Linked DNA regions of Gossypium hirsutum: region 2 is linked to region 1. Evidence: chromatin contacts called from public Hi-C data. All regions are on one chromosome and are shown on one strand. Each heading gives the region's core, a stretch centred on a gene start, on an enhancer-like site or on the middle of the called end of the contact. The rest is flanking DNA. Distances are from core to core; before and after follow the strand shown. Region 1 has its middle 3.7 kb from the start of LOC107934275. Region 2 holds the start of LOC107934272.

Region 1 (2,700 bases), core at 200-2,699:
TAAATTAAAAGTCCTAAAAAAAACCTACTATATGGCCAACCACGGGCAAATTTTGGTGTGACCTTACTTCCTTGGTTGTATTCCTTTAAAAGCGGGTAAATTGCCTAAAAAGGCCATTTTCCATGCATATTTACGGAAATGGGCCGATTACACCATTATTTACTGGAAAGGGCCGATTTTTATAAAAACGTGCCTACATGACCGCGTTTTAAGGGGAAAAAGTCAAAAAATCGCTCCCTTGAGGAAGCGTTTTTCGCCACGTCAGCAAAACGCGTCCACGTGGAAGTGTTTTGCTGACATGGCAAAAAATGCTACCTCAAGGGAGCGATTTTCTGGCTTTTTAAAATACCAACGGGTAATTTCTTTTTTACTGTTGGGGGGTTCCAACGGTAAAAAAAAAAGTATAAACCTCCCCACTCCTATTATTTCACAGAAAAAATCTTTATAATTAGTTATTTACTTTAAATTTTTTTCTAAATTAGTATTATTTTTTTATAATTTCAAAAATATCTGATCGTGTTAGCAATTGCCGGGGAATTAATTCGTCTTGGTCATAAACATATCTCCTTCGAACAAATAGAAATAGAAATGGTTTATTTAAAACCCCAGAACCCTAATTTAATTAATTTTAACCAAAAAATATAAACCCTAATTTAATAAACTCAAAATGCTAATTTATTTTATTTTAAACCCTAACTTAATTTATTTAAAACACTAAAACTCTAATTTACTTAATCTATTTAAAAACAAAAACCTTAATTTAATCAACCTTAAACCCTAATTTAATTTATTTTAAACACTAACTTATTTTATTTAAAATCCTAGAACCCTAATTTACTTAATCTATTTAAAACCATAAACCATAAACCCTAAGTCCTAATTTATTTAAAACCCTAACTTAATTTATTTTAAAATCATTAACCCTAATTTAAATAATTTTTTTAAATAACACTAAATATTGATTTTTTTTAAAAACTATTAAAACTTTAAAACCCTAACTTGTTTTAACAAAAATCTAATCATTAAACCCTAACCCTAAAAAAACCATAGGGACTAAACATGAAAATATCCCTAACATCTAAAAACATGGAGCAATTCGCTCCTTTGAGTAAGTGTTTTTTGCCGCATCAAGAAAACGCCTCCATGTAAGCGCGTTTTTGGCTGACGTGGCAAAAAACACTTTCTCAAGGGAGCGATTTCCTAGCTTTTCCCCCTAAAACGTAGCCACGTAGGCGCGTTTTGTAAAAATCGGTCTTTTTCAGTAAATAATGGTGTAACCGGCTCATTCGTAAATATGCATGGAAAAGGGCCTTTTTGGGTAATTTAGTCTTTAAAAGTCTTAAAACTTAGCCTTTAAGTAACTCCAATGTGGCCGGCTACTACATGGACCATTGGGCTGCCGTCACTTGCTTCTTTTATCGGCTTCTTGGGCTATTCATTCGTTATAGGTTGCTACACCTATTGGGCCTTCTTCGGTCGCCGAAGTAATTAGTCAATGCCCAACATGGGCAGCACATAATAGGGCCTTAACTCAAGCCCAAATGACTCAATTAATAATTAAATAAAAAATAAAAATCAACATTATGAAAACTAGTCCTAAAAGAGTTAAAAGTTGGTTACAAAAAGTCCAACATGTAAGAAAAACTCAAAAATGAAAAGTTATCGGAATCCAAATATGTTTTCAGTACTTATTACATCTTGCCAGGACATCTTTAGTAACTTCCCAAATGTCAAAAATATTATCTGGATTGTCCGAAATTTAGCCCTTTTAAAATGGTAAATATTTAAAAATAAGAATTATTAGATATCAAATTCCCCCCCCCAAAAAAAATAGAAATTAATCAAAATAGAAAAGGTTCCCTAAATTGAAAATGTTTTCAAAACTCCAAAATAAATCCAATGAGGTTCATTGAATGAAACATCACGAACGTCATGAACTATCTTCAAAGGAATAAAAATGAATTTTAGGATACACGTTTTACTTGTAGTAATTAGTCTAGTCGGAAAATTGATGTTTTGATGTTCCTATCTTGACTCGCTAGTTGATATTAAGTTAATATTTTGAAAACTATAAGAATTAGTACACTCGATTCTAATGTTATTCACTTGGCTAATTAGTTTTGTCCTTTAGATATCAACATCATTTGTAATTTGAGTAGGATTGAATTCAACATTGAGGGGTTGAATCTAAAAAATAGAAAATTTATCCTTTTAAATGCCCTAATTAGAGAATACATTACCTCTATCTCGAACATATTGCCTTTGAATTGTTTTAAGCAAGAATGAATTTAGAAAAACTCAAGACAAATCTTGGAAGGTTACAACTTCTCATACTATAAAACCTATCAAATACACATAATTTGACTTTAAACTCATTGAATGGAAATTTAAAAAAGACTTTGTTTCAAGATATGGAAACATATTATTTTGCCTTTATTTCTTTCATAAATATTATTGTTTTATACATATGAATATGAAGAATATAATTATTATATAAATATACACATTCCATTTTATATTAAGCGGACTTTGATTCGTCAAATGTAACATTTTATTAATGTTATATTTTAGAATGAAATTATAGTGTTTGAATTTCAACATTTTAACCATCTTGTAATATAGGGTGTAATCTCATTATGGTCCATTTCTTAAGTAATCTTAAATTACGGACATAATCTTAAATTTTAGACCATTTTGCCC
Region 2 (2,700 bases), core at 191-2,690, 270 kb after region 1:
CTCATTACACCAATGCTGAACACATTTCCTGTGAGCAAACTGGATAACAAAATTTTGTCAGCAGACCAGACAGTGTTAATGAATAAACTGAAATAGGAAGCTTCAGGGAGTAAGTCTCAAAATATGACAACACAATGAATACCTTCAGGCTACCATTACAAGCACAAGGAGTCTCCAAATTCTTAATGCAGTCCTCCTCCTGGCAGATACGGCATTCAGCTGTCTGTATAAGTGGTTCTTCTTCATCACAGCAACCATGTTCTTCCACTTCCTTAACACCAATAGCACAAGCATTTGGGTCAGAGGCTTGAGAAGAACCTTCACCGGAAGATCCTGCAGCCTCAGTTTCTTGCATTGATTGCAAACTTTCAGGTGTTATAAGACGGTCCACACATAAAACCAGATGATCACCCATTTTTATCCAAAATGAAAGGTCCTTATAACACACAGCAATGCAGAAGAAGTTTCAGTTAGTAAGGATAACAGTTGAGGCTTTAACTGCAAAATGACTTCCAAAATTAACATTCCAGGCTTTGACTTTAAAACTAAGTGAAGGATTCAACTGTTCGTAATATAATAAACCAAAACCATTTCTTTTTCTTTTTTACTTTGTGTAATTACTGAAACTCCTAGCCTATGTTTATCGGATGCTTTGACATTCTATTTCTCATTAACTCTCTTGTTTTATTATTCATCTTCATATGGAATTCAAATTTTCCCTTTATTTATTTCTTAAAAGTTTCTTCCTATAGGCTACACCCACAATAAATATCCAAATTAAAAAACCCAAAATTTTCAGCTTTAGCTATCCATAAAAAAGAAAATCCAGCTTTTACTCAAAATTTTCATGGTCTTTTTTTTTTTTCACTCTCCGCTGAAAATGAGAAAAGAAAAAAACAAATTATTTCCATTTTCTGGGCAACCAAACAACCCAATCCAACCGAACCCAAACCAAACCAAAATTCCCAAACTCGAAAGAAAATCAAATCAAAACCAAAACGAAAATACCACAATAATGATCAGAATAGAACAAATCCATTAATAAAAAAAAAACAAAACATAGTATGAAAAATTACCCGTAAATACCGCTTTGATCTTGGAGTCCGAAATGTTCTTTTGCTTATCTTTATAACGCTTTAATGAAAAGTCTAAGGTCTTTCCTTCCCTTTGCTTGGAGGTGAAACAATTGGACAATAGAGATTTTCTTCCTTACTTTTTTTTCTTTTATGTTAAAAATATATAATTTTAGTAAAAAAAATTAAATTTTAAAACGAAGATTTGTAGTTTGGTGAATTGGTCTAAAACAAAGAAACGAAGCTTTGTGGATTAGGCTGCTTAACGTCCGTCCAACGTTATCTCCAGAAGTCTCTCCCCGTTTGATTTTTTAACATTTTCGTATAACGGACGTCAAAGGTTATGATCGGAAATTCCTTTGTAGACCATTGTATTTCGGACAAAAACGATATATAAATATATGTCGGCGAAACCATCGAAGGATTTATTATTATTTTTGTTAAATTTTGTTATAATATGTTTAGTATTTTTGTAAATTTAAAGTTTAATATTTTTATTTTTAAGAATTTAAATTTTAAATTTTAAGCTTAATTGTTAAACTTGATAAGTTTTTTTTGTTAGATGTGTTAATATAATATTTTTGAAATAAAAAAGGTACTAACAAAAACACAATGTTATTATGAACATGAATTTAATGAAAAAATTAATAATATCAATAATTAATTTTATGTTTTTTAAATTAAAAAAAGAAAAAATTTAAAGTTTTTGAAATAAAATTAGAATGCTAAATTGAGTAAAGGGGCTTATAACACATTTTAATTTTTTTTTAATTCTACTTTTAAATTTTAAATTAAATTTAAGATAAAATTATCCTGATTTATATAGAATAGTGGTTATATGTTTTTTTTCAAGAGTTGAAACAATATTTCCTATCTCCAATTAAAACATTGTAAGATAAAAATCAAATTGAGTTGGAATTGAGATTGTTTACTACTAATTTAAGAAAAAAAAATTTAAAAACCTTAATTAATCTTACACACTATTTAAGTTAAATTAATATTTGAATTCAATAATTCGAGCTGCTCAATTTTGATTTGATAATAACAAAAACTAAATCCATTTATTTTATAGAAATTTCCTTTTGAACTTCACCTAATTGTTTTGAAATAGGTACATTTCCATTCGGGAAACACAAGAGACAAGTATAGTTTGAAATAAAGTTGAAGGATTCTTTTGTAATTAAACCTTATTATATTAAATAAAACAAAAGAAATTGATAAAAACATATTTTAAAACCCCCAAAGTGTGTACGATTTAATATTAAAATGCAGTTTGTGTTTTACATCGTATCGTAAATATCGACAATATTATATTTATTTCAGAATCTTGAATCATTAGTTTCTTTTCATGAATTAATATAAAATTTAAAATATACAAAGAAATTAGAGTGCTAGACCCGCACTTGTTCTGATGGGTAGAAAATTAAAAATATTACTTGGTCGCCAACATTGAATTTAGCCTTCATTTATCCCTTCATGATTTAAATTTGTTAGAAAACTCATCATTATTCAAAACAATGTTAACAAATATTTATAACTATAAATATTAGGAGTAAGCCCTTATTAAAATATAGACATTAATTATTATACATTAAATTAAGGAGTAAATTAATTTATTTGTTTAAAT

What was found. Hi-C and Micro-C count contacts between places; a contact is called where the count stands out from the background.
Region 2: a contact with region 1 is called in a Hi-C map of leaf, with 2.9 times the contacts expected there. The contact joins the promoter of LOC107934272 here to the enhancer-like site in region 1. A contact is called at or near these places in 5 of 34 Hi-C or Micro-C datasets (leaf and seedling).

Annotation. Positions count from the first base shown.
Region 1 is chrA12:97,579,497-97,582,196 of Gossypium_hirsutum_v2.1, forward strand. No RefSeq gene overlaps it. Among protein-coding and RNA genes, the nearest start is that of LOC107934275, 3.7 kb to the right of the region's middle. Within about 2 kb of position 1,450, at least 1 of the 9 cell types and tissues checked has an H3K27ac peak or open chromatin away from gene starts, as enhancers often do. A contact at or near this core is called in leaf, where this site is marked.
Region 2 is chrA12:97,849,123-97,851,822 of Gossypium_hirsutum_v2.1, forward strand. LOC107934272 reads right to left here and starts at 1,441. Exons shown (of 8, transcript XM_016866650.2): 1 at 1,077-1,441; 2 at 143-436; 3 at 1-39. The coding sequence starts at 415.